Linked DNA regions of Mus musculus: region 1 is linked to region 2. Evidence: chromatin contacts called from public HiChIP or PLAC-seq data. All regions are on one chromosome and are shown on one strand. The core of a region is the stretch at or near the end of the contact, and the rest is flanking DNA. Distances in the headings are between cores, read along the strand shown. Region 1 holds the start of Spry2 (sprouty RTK signaling antagonist 2). Region 2 holds the start of Pou4f1 (POU domain, class 4, transcription factor 1).

What was found. HiChIP or PLAC-seq counts read pairs in DNA pulled down with a chosen protein or histone mark.
Region 1: an H3K27ac HiChIP or PLAC-seq map of cardiomyocytes shows a contact between it and region 2, with 7 times the contacts expected there. The contact joins the promoter of Spry2 here to the promoter of Pou4f1 in region 2. A contact is called at or near these places in 2 of 484 Hi-C or Micro-C datasets (cardiomyocytes and embryonic stem cells), 7 of 115 datasets of contacts at active chromatin or transcription factors (astrocytes, cardiomyocytes, embryonic midbrain and 3 more) and 1 of 9 other capture datasets (embryonic stem cells).

What each region holds. Positions count from the first base shown.
Region 1 is chr14:105,895,017-105,900,954 of GRCm38.p6, reverse strand. It overlaps Spry2 (sprouty RTK signaling antagonist 2), which reads left to right and starts at 4,136. Exons shown (of 2, transcript NM_011897.3): 1 at 4,136-4,367.
Region 2 is chr14:104,463,551-104,469,496 of GRCm38.p6, reverse strand. Pou4f1 (POU domain, class 4, transcription factor 1) reads left to right here and starts at 1,498. Exons shown (of 3, transcript NM_011143.4): 1 at 1,498-1,886; 2 at 2,626-3,812; 3 at 4,953-5,946. The coding sequence starts at 1,764. The coding sequence ends at 3,768.

The DNA.
Region 1 (5,938 bases), core at 2,887-5,386, 1.4 Mb before region 2:
GACATCTGGGAAGAAGGTTAGATTCAGAGATAAACTGCTTCCAGTCCTCCAAGCAATCTAGATAAGACATCAAGAGGTCTATTTTGAATTCCTTTGCTTCTTTATTGAAGCCACTCCCAATTCCCTTCCTGGAGGCACTATCACCAGAATGTGAGGAATCAAAGAAATTCAAAACATAAAATGATAACAGCCCTGGCTGCCAAATGAAAAGGTCCCCACAGCACAGAGCCCTCTGCTGCTGGAAGGTCCGGGAAGAGTTCTTGCATAAATGAATTTTACTACCTCAGGTGGGCTGTAAAAAGAAAATGGTGGCCAACTGGTCCAAAATGTAACTGTGCTGTCTTTAAATACAAATACAAAACCAAAAAACAAACCAACAAAAACTCCTTTGGTAGTAGAACAAAATGTTTAAATACTGATTAACTCTTTGTGTTAAAAGCACATTGTATGTTTGCAAAATTTTCTCTTACATTTTCAAAACTAACACCAAACCTAGGAAGGTGAAGGGATTTTTTTTTTCAAATCTCAGAAAGAAACTAGATTGAGAATCTTTTATAGATACACTTTGCCCACATTGTAAAGAAGACCAAACAGCTTAGACCAGCTGGCAAGGACAATCCTAAACAGTGTTTCAGTTCATTGCACACAACTCTAAAGATGCTTGCTTACACCTTCTTCTTCACTACCTTCTACCAAAGACCTGAGGAGGTGAGAGTCCCAGAGTGTTTATATTCTACTTCACTAATAACAACAAATGAGGAAGGCTATAGTTATGAAGAACAAATATATGAAATCAGAAAATAAAGCCAGAGTTGAGAACACTAGTACACAGCAGACTCTGCTCAACAGCTAGCCCCGGTAAAGTATATTACTTCACGAGTCCTGGGAACCTGGAGTTGAGTATCTCATTGCAACATCGAGTCCCTTGGACTTGTTTGTGTTTTGTTTCACAGTGCCTGACAAGTGGTAAAACCTCTGCTTAGGGCAGAGTTCTCTTTCTAGAACTTTCCACAACACATCTGAAAGTGAGAGTTCTCTTGATGTTTGTCTGAGCGCTACCATTACCCTGGATTCTCTTCCACAGTGGACTCCAGTTTTAATCTGTGAGCATGATAACTGATTTGGAGGCACAGCGGTTTCATGAAACACCTCATTGTGCATATACAATGTGTGCACAAATACAATTAGTCTTTTTTTATTTTAACAGTAGTCTTTGGAAGCACAATATAGTAGCTTATACACTTCACTGGCTGAAAAACAATAAAGCACTAAGATACAGCCTAAGGAATAATTTAAGAGAATCCAACAGATTCTTCCATTTATTTTGCTCTTAAGTTACAGGTAAAAATGTTTTCCTAATGTGAGGATTATGAGAGAGAAAACCAGTAGATTATTACCTAAAATCCTTTCTAATGTATGAAAGATAAGTAGGAATTCTTACATTCTTCCCCAAGCATCCGGAAGTTCCTGATTTAAATTCTATTTTATGCTTTGATTCCTAATGACCTGTTGGCAGAGCTCCTGCGGCGCTGGAGGAAATGGCATGGGGCAAATGTCTCCCAAGAAGCGGCCACCGGGTGCAAGGGTGTGAGGGGAGGTGTTTCCCTTGCCAGCTCTGCTTTCAGATGCTAGCTGGTCACACACCAGCAACTCCTTTCTGACCTGCCTCCCACAACCTGCCTTTGACCCTCCTAGCTCCTGGGTGGAAATTTCGAATTTCTTCGGAATCGAACCAGCTCAATCTCAAAGGGAATGTGGCTAAGGGGGGTGACAAGAAATTCCACCTTGCCTAACGTTTATACTAGAAATCTTAGACTCCCGAAGCCGGCCAACCCACTTCTTTGAAAGGAAGCCCCCCAGCAGGTACTGAGTCCCGCAGAAGAAAGCAGCTCGAGGCCCGCGCCTGGCGCTCGCCCCCTGGCGGCTCCTTCGGGAAGCGCAGCGGCGCCCGCGCTCGCCTGCTGGAGACTCCACGGATTCCGACGCCGCGTGAGCCGCGGTGGCCGGAGAGGCCCTGCTGTCCTGAGCCCAGAGTGGCTGGGACGCGACTGAGTCGGCCGATCGAGCGTCTTCCACCCTCAGCCGTGGAGTTGGGGGGACGCAGGCCAGCGCCCGGAAATAACGCATGCCACTTCCCCTGCCATCTCTAGTTCCAAACCCTAGGCGAAGGAGGAGAGTGGTTGGAGAAACACCGAGAGGGCAAGGAGAGAGCGCAAGCCAGGCGAATGAGGTGCCAGGATAAGTTAGAGACGTCGCCAGAAGGCAGCTAGAGCCCAGGGTAGCAGCGAACAGGTGAGGACTGGAGCGAGAGAAGTCAATCTCCACGTTTTTAGGAGCTCTAACCTCGCACCGTGCAAGGTCGCAGGTGCTGTGCGGGGATTTTGACCTTATAGCAGGTACCTTCCGGTTTAAAAAAAAAAAATGTAAAATCTCAGCTAAAATTGCAACGTGTGCGTGTGGATGCATTTCAGTGACCCCCACCCCCCCGCGCGTGCTTCCATGTGCAGGCACCTTAGTACAGCCGCGGCCAGAGAGTACCTATTTAGAGTTTTAAATGGTTAACTATAGTCCGCTTCCAACATGAACAGGAGGAACTTATATGAGAATGTTCTAGGTGACAGATAGTGGGATTTGAAAGATGACGCTCTTTTTATTTATGGTTTCGCGAAGGAGGAATTCTGTAGTGAAACAGACTCTTCCCCCCCCCCCCCATTTCGGAAGTCCATGATGTCGCCCTGAGTAATCGCGTGGGTATTACAGAATTAATTTAAAAGGTTTTTGCATCGAGCAAAACAGTACCAAAAAAAAAAAATCTTCAAAAGGCCTCCATCTATAGATAATCCCTCTTAAAAAGGAAATTCTAACAAACTACAAGTCCACACACAATCCAAAGCCAATCCCAGCCAGAGCAGAAGGGACTTGAAACCCGAATCTACATTCCGTTCCTCCCGTACAAGGCTCGGGAGGTGGGGGAGGCGGGCTGTGCTGGTGCCCGGTGTATAATCGGGTTAATCCAGTAGACAAAGAATAAACCAATAGCCCTCCCACCTCACTTCCCGCTCCCCTTTCCCTCCCCCTCCTGTTCCCCCACCCTCTTCGCCCCCTGGGCATCGGTGGGGGAGGGGTGCGGTGGAGCGGGGCGGGGTGGGGGGGAAGACAGGAGAGAAGAGGTAGGATCGAAATGGAGATTCCGAATCGAATCTAAAAAGCTGCGACTCGCTTTTCTCGCTAGCACCGGGCGGCCGGGTTAGTTTGCAACGTTCTTCCTTCTCCCCTCCCGGCGGCGAGGGGGAGAAAGTTCCCCAAGCGAGGCCAGCCTCGGGCTGGTATGGTAGCCTCTGGGTGGGGGCTATGGGGGGGGGGACCCTTTAAGGTCAGTGTTTCCTTGAAACTAGATAAACTGACCCCGCGGCGGCCCGCGCGGCCCCGCGTGACGGCGCCGGGGCTGCAGGAGCGGCTGGGGACGCGCGGGGCGGCGCGGTTGCCCTTTTGAATGCCTCCTGCGGCTCGGAGCGCTGGCGGGCGCTGGAGCGCGAGTGAATGTAGCCCCGCGGAGCCAATGAGCTGGGACCGGATGCGATATATCCTCTGGGACAACAACTGCTCTGTTCCGCCTCGGATCCACATGACGCCATTTACTGCTGCCGCGGCCGCTGCAGAGCTCCCTGCCTCCTCCGGAAAGGCGAGGGCGCAGGCCAGCGGCGCCCTCCCCCCCCGTACCCCCCCCCCCCATCCCCGGCCGGGCCCCAGACCCTCCTCCCCCGCCGCCTCCACCCCCTCCGCACCCCCACCCCCGCCTCGGCTTCGCCGCCGCGCCTCCGCAACGCCCAGTCTGCACGAGCGAGAGCTGCGCGCCGCAGCGCCAGCGGAGGAGAGGGGCCGGCGGAGCGCGCAGCGCCCAGGCCCCCGCGCGCGCCCGGCCCGGCCCTCGGCCCCGCGCCTGCCTCCACTTGGGAGCAGCCCCGGGCCCCCGGGTCTTGGCGAGCTGGCCTTAGGTTCTTTGTAAGGCCGTGCTCGCCTCGCTTTCTCTCATCGACCAGGAAAAAAAGAGACTCGCCAACGTTGCCGCTTCGGCCTCTTGTTCATTGAGAAAAAAAAAAAAAGGAGAGAGAGAAGGGGGGAAAAAGGAAATACTCCGCGTGCGCTTCTGGAAGGGAGGTCATCTATCCCGGAATCCGGGAGGGTTCCAACGGTGGAGGACTGGGTTCCAAAATTTCCCCGTGGTTTTAATCCACCGATTGCTTGGAAGTTGGACTGAAGCAGAGTTTGGAAAGAAGGAAAAAGTTTGCATCAGGACTGGATTTATTTGCACATCGCTGGAAGAAGAGGATTCAAGGGAGAGGGGTTGGTGCAAAGCCGCGATCACGGTGAGGAGCGTTTGGCTTTTCCCCTTCTGGAACCATAGCCGGCCGGGAGTGGGGTCCGGGTTCCTCTCTCCACTAAACCAGCTTGCTTCTCGGGAGCATTAGGGAACTACCCCGCGGATCTCCTTCGCCTAGAACAGGGGTTCGGCCATGGCCGGGCTACAGGGTACGCCTATGCAGTATCCCCCGTCCCACGACAGCTCACTCGTAAGGGGTTTGGGGCGGAGGACCGCTTCACTGCGTTCTACTCCTATCCCTGCATTGGCGACGATTCAGTCGCCGAGAGCTTTAAGGGAGGGAAAACACAAAGTGTTTTCTAGGTCGCTGTTGCAGGCTCTGGCATTGCTAACCTGTTCCTCCATTCGTTTGAAGGCTAAGTTGTAGAAGAGCCATCCTGAGGCGGAGGCGCCTGTGGGGCTGCGGTACTGGGCTTCTCACCTCTCCACCTCACCGGGCCAGGAGACCCGGCAGGCGAGCGGAGGCGAGAGTGCCAGGCGGAGGGAGTCCCCGCCTCTGCCGGGTGTGGACAGTCTAGCCCGGTGCGGGTGGGAGCGTCGCCCAGCCTGGCGCCGCGTCTCTGCGGTTCGGAAGTGCAGCTTTCTCTTTTTTTCCGTTCTTCGTGGTCGGCCTAGGTCACGCTTTTTTTTTTTTTTTTAATATATTTGGACACTGAGGCTGACTTAGCACAGGAAGAGATATCAAGTGGTCGCGATCGTTTTCCATTACCTGAAAGTAGGTGGCAAAATAAAAAAGGCTAGTTTTTTCCCCCCTTCCCTCTTTTGTGTTACTGTTTTTAAGATTTGGAGTCTTAACGCCTTTTTTACAAAGGGGTTTCTGTGTCGGTTTGCCCCACCCTAGTGCTGAAGTCCTTTCCCCCTAATCCTTAGTCTGATCACACACTGTTCTTAATGGGGGTTTCAAAGCACTCAAAGGGGGAGGGAGAGGAACTGGGAGAGCGCAGAAGGGGGGGGGGCTGCATTGGAGGCGGCCAGGGATCTGTAGAAATCAACTTTTTTTTTTCTTCCAAAAGATGCTACTTTGCACAGCAAGCAGGTCCTCACGGAAAAGTTTCCGATCCCCGGGGCTCATAGTTGTGTATGCCTGGCGGGTGCAGTGGGGCTCTGGATGAAGCTATTTTTCTTTCGTTTTAAGAAGTATGTCTTATTCTTTCTGATCTAAAAGGAGGTAGGCGTGTGCAGATTACAGGCAGTGCTTGCTTAGGTCATTGCCCCGTGGAGTCGCTCTGGGAGTGTGGGTGCAAGCTGTGCGCCCTAAGCCCGGCTCTTCCTCGGGCCGTCGGCTTTGGAAACTAGTGAGGACGGCCGTTTTGAGGGCCTTCCCAGAAACACCTTGTGGTGACCTTGCGGCGGGGGGGTGGGCGTGTTAGAGTGGCTCCCCCTCTTGGGGCCGGATGGCAGTTCCTCTTGGGTTGGGGGAAATTTTAGCCGCGGGGGTGGAGGAGGGGAAAGTGTGCTCGTGCCTTTCATGACACGTCCCCTTCGGAGGCGCCCGCGCCCCCTGCCTGCCTCAGCTTCTGCAGATTGTACACGGGAGGGGCCGGGCTGGCCCCTGGA
Region 2 (5,946 bases), core at 249-2,748:
TGAAAGATTATGTATCTGATCTCTGCTTCCCATAAGCAGTTTCTTGTCTCTCTCAGGCTCTCTAGCCAGCAGATGTGATAACATCTGGACCGTTATTATCACCCTAGGCAAGGACTGTATCCTTAGGGACTTAGGCACCCAAGCTGAGGCTCCCCAGAGAGGCCCTTGATCTGCTGCTACATGAGGGTAATATAACAGGTTCATTAATTTATTTCTTCTTCATAGGTCTTCATTTCACAGTTGTTGTTGTTACTATTATTGAAGGCTGGACTAGATAGCATACCAGTTCCTTCTATCTGATTTGAATTTACATTTTGAATTACAATCTATAGATTAGCTTCATTCTGTATCCCAGGTAAGAAAAATACTGTAAGCAGGCAGATATAAAAAGCAAGGGTCCAAAGCGATGTGAAAGAAAGTTCTCTTTTCAACATCTTATTCCCTTTTCTCTGAAGTGGATTTCTTTTCCTGGAGTTTCCAGGGGGGAAAAAAGTGTGTGTGTGTGTGTGTGTGTGTGTGTGTCTCACTGGAGAGGAAAAGATAAAGATCTCGGCTACACCCTGTTTACTATTTTTCCTTTTTGATGACTCAAAGCCTCAGATCACCTAGAGCTCCTTTGAAATGTGAGTTTGTACACGGTTAAAGGAGACAAACAATAAGAGAAATGCACAATTTCATTTCAACAGCTTTTCCCGAGTAGAAAGCACACACTCCTTACTGCTCCTAAGTGACTGTCACTGGTGGTGCCTGACACAGTTATATTCACAACAACAAAGTATGCAGAGAAATTAAATTACGTGGAAATCAATAGCGTCTGACTGCTTCAAACAACTGTCTGTCATGGCTATTATTCTCCGGGAGCCTATTTATAAACCATGAAAGAAACAGGTTCTTGCAGCATAAAGACAGCATCATCCACAGCGCATTTCTGTGTTGCTATTTTTCTCCATATACAGAGGAATGCACGGGCATAATTTAACATACAAATGCCTCTCTGTATACATTATATAACAGCTTGTTAGGCACCGGGTAGTGGAGGTGTGCCTAAATAATGCGCATATATTCTGGGAGGAAAACACACCCGAGAGGAGTGCTTGCATCCTGGCTTTCTTCCTCCAAAAGGTTCCTACCCTTCAACAATAACGGGCCCTTTTTGATCTTTGCAGACCGGCGGAGGCAAGGTGGGACCTGCAGCGCGCATGCCTGGCCAGCTACAGGTGCATCACCTGCCTTGTCCTTGCTGGTGGTCACTATAAGAGCGGCTCCCACGCGCCGCCGCCGGTCGCGGCTCGACGAGCGCGCGCGCGCCCGCCCGCCCGCTCGCTCGCCCAAGCACGGCGCCGCGGCCGCGGGGAGGGCGCGCGCCAGACAGACGGAGACAGCTGCTGTCTGTCAGCGCGGCGGGGCCCGCGAGCTCTCGCGAGAGCTGCCCGGGCCGGCCGCGAGAAGTGGGGCTCAGGTGTAAGAGGAGCGCAGCCCGTCGGCGCGCCGGGGCTAGAGCTCTCGGAGAAGCGGGATCGCGGGACCTGCGCGCGGGCCGGCGGGCGGGCGCTCTGCGCGGTCGGTCCGAGGCAGCGGGCTGCGCTCGCCGGCGCAGCAGCGGCAGCAGCAGCAGCAGCAGCCCCCGCGGCGAGCCTCCGAGCGGAGCCGCCGAGCAGTGCGAGCGAGCGCAGCCTCGGGACGGAGGCCGGGCGAGCCGGCGTGCGCACTTTGCCGCGGACTTTGCGAGTGTTTTGTGGATTTTTACATGCCAAGGCGCCAAGATGATGTCCATGAACAGCAAGCAGCCTCACTTTGCCATGCATCCCACCCTCCCTGAGCACAAGTACCCGTCGCTGCACTCCAGCTCCGAGGCCATCCGGCGGGCCTGCCTGCCCACGCCGCCGGTAAGCGCCCCACGCCCGCGGCCCCGGTCCCGGCCCGCGCGCTCGCCCCCTCCCCCGCTCCGCGCCGCTGCCTGGCGGCAGCTGCCCCGGGCGGCTCCGGGCCCCGCTCCCGCGGGCGGGACTGCTCTTAGAGGGATCCCGCTGCCAGGCACGCGTGGCCCGGGGCCGCTGGAGGCCCGGGTCCCATCCGCCTGTGCCTCTGTCCAGCGCCTGCCATCCGCGGGGAGCTCTCGGGCCGCGGCTGTCGACTTGGCTCCACTTTGTCGGTTAATTTTACGCCTGCACAAGGCGATCTCTGCTCGCTCGCTCGCTCGCTCGCTCGCTCGCTCGCTTTCTCGTTCGGGTGTGTGGCACGGGTCCTTAGCTTCGAGTGACATCTCCATTTCTTCTTTTTCTTCTTCTTTTCGCTCTTTTTTGTCGTCTCCCACTGTCTTCCCCGGAATGTGTTTCCGTGTGCGTCCCCTTCTACCCTTCCCTGGCCCTGTGCCTCTCCCCTTCTATTTCCCCCACCCCGGCATGTTCTCAAATCGTCCCCCGGTCCTCCGTTGACCCTGCTCTTCCCACCCCCCGTTGTTATTTTGGTCGCTTTGTGTTTTGCCTTTTGCCCGTGCTTTCCTGCTTGTGTGTTTGTTTTGTGGTTTCTTTGGTGTTTGTCCCCCCTTTTTTCTTTTTTTTTCTTTTTCTTTCTTCTTTTTTTTTTCTTTCCTTTTCTTTTTGGTTTGGTTTGTGTCGCCTGCAGCTGCAGAGCAACCTCTTCGCCAGCCTGGACGAGACGCTGCTGGCGCGGGCCGAGGCGCTGGCGGCCGTGGACATCGCGGTGTCCCAGGGCAAGAGCCACCCTTTCAAGCCGGACGCCACGTACCACACGATGAATAGCGTGCCCTGCACGTCCACGTCCACCGTGCCGCTGGCGCACCACCACCACCACCACCACCACCACCAGGCGCTCGAGCCCGGTGACCTGCTGGACCACATCTCGTCGCCGTCGCTCGCGCTCATGGCCGGCGCAGGGGGCGCAGGCGCGGCGGGAGGCGGCGGCGGCGCCCACGACGGCCCCGGGGGCGGAGGCGGACCGGGGGGCGGCGGTGGCCCGGGCGGCGGCGGCCCCGGGGGTGGCGGCGGCGGCGGCGGCCCGGGGGGCGGCGGCGGCGGCCCGGGCGGCGGGCTCTTGGGCGGCTCGGCGCATCCGCACCCGCACATGCACGGCCTGGGCCACCTGTCGCACCCCGCGGCGGCGGCGGCCATGAACATGCCGTCCGGGCTGCCGCATCCCGGGCTCGTGGCCGCGGCGGCGCACCACGGCGCGGCGGCGGCAGCGGCGGCGGCGGCGGCGGGGCAGGTGGCGGCGGCGTCGGCCGCGGCGGCGGTGGTGGGCGCGGCGGGCCTGGCGTCCATCTGCGACTCGGACACGGACCCGCGCGAGCTCGAGGCGTTCGCCGAGCGCTTCAAGCAGCGGCGCATCAAGCTGGGCGTGACGCAGGCCGACGTGGGCTCGGCGCTGGCCAACCTCAAGATCCCGGGCGTGGGCTCGCTCAGCCAGAGCACCATCTGCAGGTTCGAGTCGCTCACGCTCTCGCACAACAACATGATCGCGCTCAAGCCCATCCTGCAGGCGTGGCTGGAGGAGGCCGAGGGCGCGCAGCGTGAGAAAATGAACAAGCCGGAGCTCTTCAACGGCGGCGAGAAGAAGCGCAAGCGGACTTCCATCGCCGCGCCCGAGAAGCGCTCCCTCGAGGCCTATTTTGCCGTACAACCCCGGCCCTCGTCTGAGAAGATCGCCGCCATCGCCGAGAAACTGGACCTCAAAAAGAACGTGGTGCGGGTGTGGTTTTGCAACCAGAGACAGAAGCAGAAGCGGATGAAATTCTCTGCCACTTACTGAGGAGGGTGTGAGACGCCGGGTGGGGCACACTGGGGAGCTGAGGGGTGCGTTTCTGGGGCTCCCTCTGGCCCACTTCCCCTCATTTAGACTGTCCGTTATCCTGCCTGCATTTGGGGAGTTCCTTTTCTTGCCCTTCCCTCAGCTCCACTCTGCACCCGGCCCTAGCTGTCCCCCAGCCTAGAGAACAGGGGTGTGGGTGTGGAGAAAGTTTGGGATGGCAGGAGAGAATGGGGGACGTTTAGGTGAGCAGGGCCTGGGGGGTGGGGGAGAAACGCAAAGACTGGAGCTGGGGGGGTTTCGAGAAGCAGGATGGTTCTGGGGAGCAGGGTGGGAGGGAAAGATGGGTGAAGAACTGGGGATCTTGACCAGAGACACTTACAAAATCATCTGGGGACCAAGGAACTATGTACAAAGATAAAACTACCAACCATCACCAAAAACAAAACATAAAACACTAGACAAATAAGGGGGGGGGCAAAGATGCTTTAGGAACTTAACTCCTGGGAGCAGTATTCTGCAGCCTCGTTTACCCCCAAGGAAGAGAAAGCAGCAGTACCATTACTACCACCGCCCCAACTTCCCAAGCACAAGTGAGTCACATAGGAAATCTATCAGCCTGCACCTTGAGCTTCCGGGCAGAAAGCTAGTCCTGTGTTTAACTTTCCCTTCTAAAGTCTCACACCTGCACCCTCTTTGGTTTATTTCCTCTCTTCCAAAGAGACTCCAGGCTTGGCTTCCACTCAGCATCTGGAGCTTAGCTTACATGCGCTTGGGGAGGCTGCCTGGTCATTCACACCGAATCTTCATTTCCCAGGAGCCAATGGCCTCAGTCTTGTGGTCTTGGTCAGGTCTTGAGGCAATGAGAACTCAAAAGACAGAAATTAGGTTCTCCGAAAAAAAAAAAGAATTTATTCTGGGATAATTAAATGACCATACCTACAGTAGGGTTTTACTTTTATAATTTTCTTCATGGATCCATGAACAAATTATCTGACAGTGTCCCCCCCCCCCCATCCTACTTCTAGAACTTTAGAGTGCCCTCTGTTTTTTTTTTTTTTTTTTTTTTTAGTTCGGATTCAAACTCTGCCATCGCACTTATTAAGAGAGGGTGGGAGATCTTAGGGAAGAAACTTGCTTCCGTTTCCACTTCTCTCCACTGAATACAGCCCATCTCGCTCTTCTAGGTCCCTGTCTCCCTCCTTTGGAGAACCGTGAAGTTGTTGAAAAGCTGAGAAGTTTCTGCTCTCATTTGGGGGCAGGAGTCCCATGTAAGAAAAATCACCTAAAATCCCAGAAGAAAGGAAGAGATTTAAAGATTTAAAGCCCCTCCCACCTTGTTCGTTTCAAATAGGTCTGCACTTACCTGGGGGAAGGGGAACAGTGTTTCCCTGTTGTTGTTGTTGTTCTTGTTGTTGTTATTCAAGGATCATTTATTACCGGGGATAAATGTTGAGTCACAAAAACTTCAATTTGCACTATGAGTTTCCAAAATAGAAAATCATGTGTGATATTTCATACTAATAATCCAAGCTGCTGACGGATTTTAAGGAAAAATTTTTTGAGAAAGACAGTTTGAGAAAGAAAGAGAGAGAGAGAGAAATGTGGTTTAGTGAAATGCCTGCTTTGTTGTGTAGAAGATCCCCTTTGGATCTCATGTGGAGATGGTCTGTTACTATCATTTAACCATAACTAAAGATGAAAACGGAAGAGATAAGGGGGGAAGCACTGTTTAACAAGACTGAAATCATGCATGGCTCGAAAGGTGCAGAAAGAAATGTGATTAGGTCTCACTCTGGGTAGGCGTTGTTATTTATTTAATTATGTTGTATGTCATTGTTTGCAGCACAAAACATTCTATGCATTTGAAACTGAGCACTAAACTGGGCTAGCTTTCTGGTAGACCATTTTTTTGTGGATAGTGTGATTTCACAGTCTACTGCCTGTTTCCACTGAAAACACATTATTGTAAATATTTTCTTTCATGCACAGGCCCACACACAGTGGTTACAAACTGCCAGTGTTAATCCTGAAATGTCTCACTGACTGATCCTCCTGTCCATGTTGTGTCTGCAGAGCTCTCTCCTTGGTTATGTCTTCGCTCTATTGCCCCCACCCCCACCCCACCCCATCAGAACCATTTCTGTGCGCCAACATACAACAGGGAGATGTGTCCCAGTC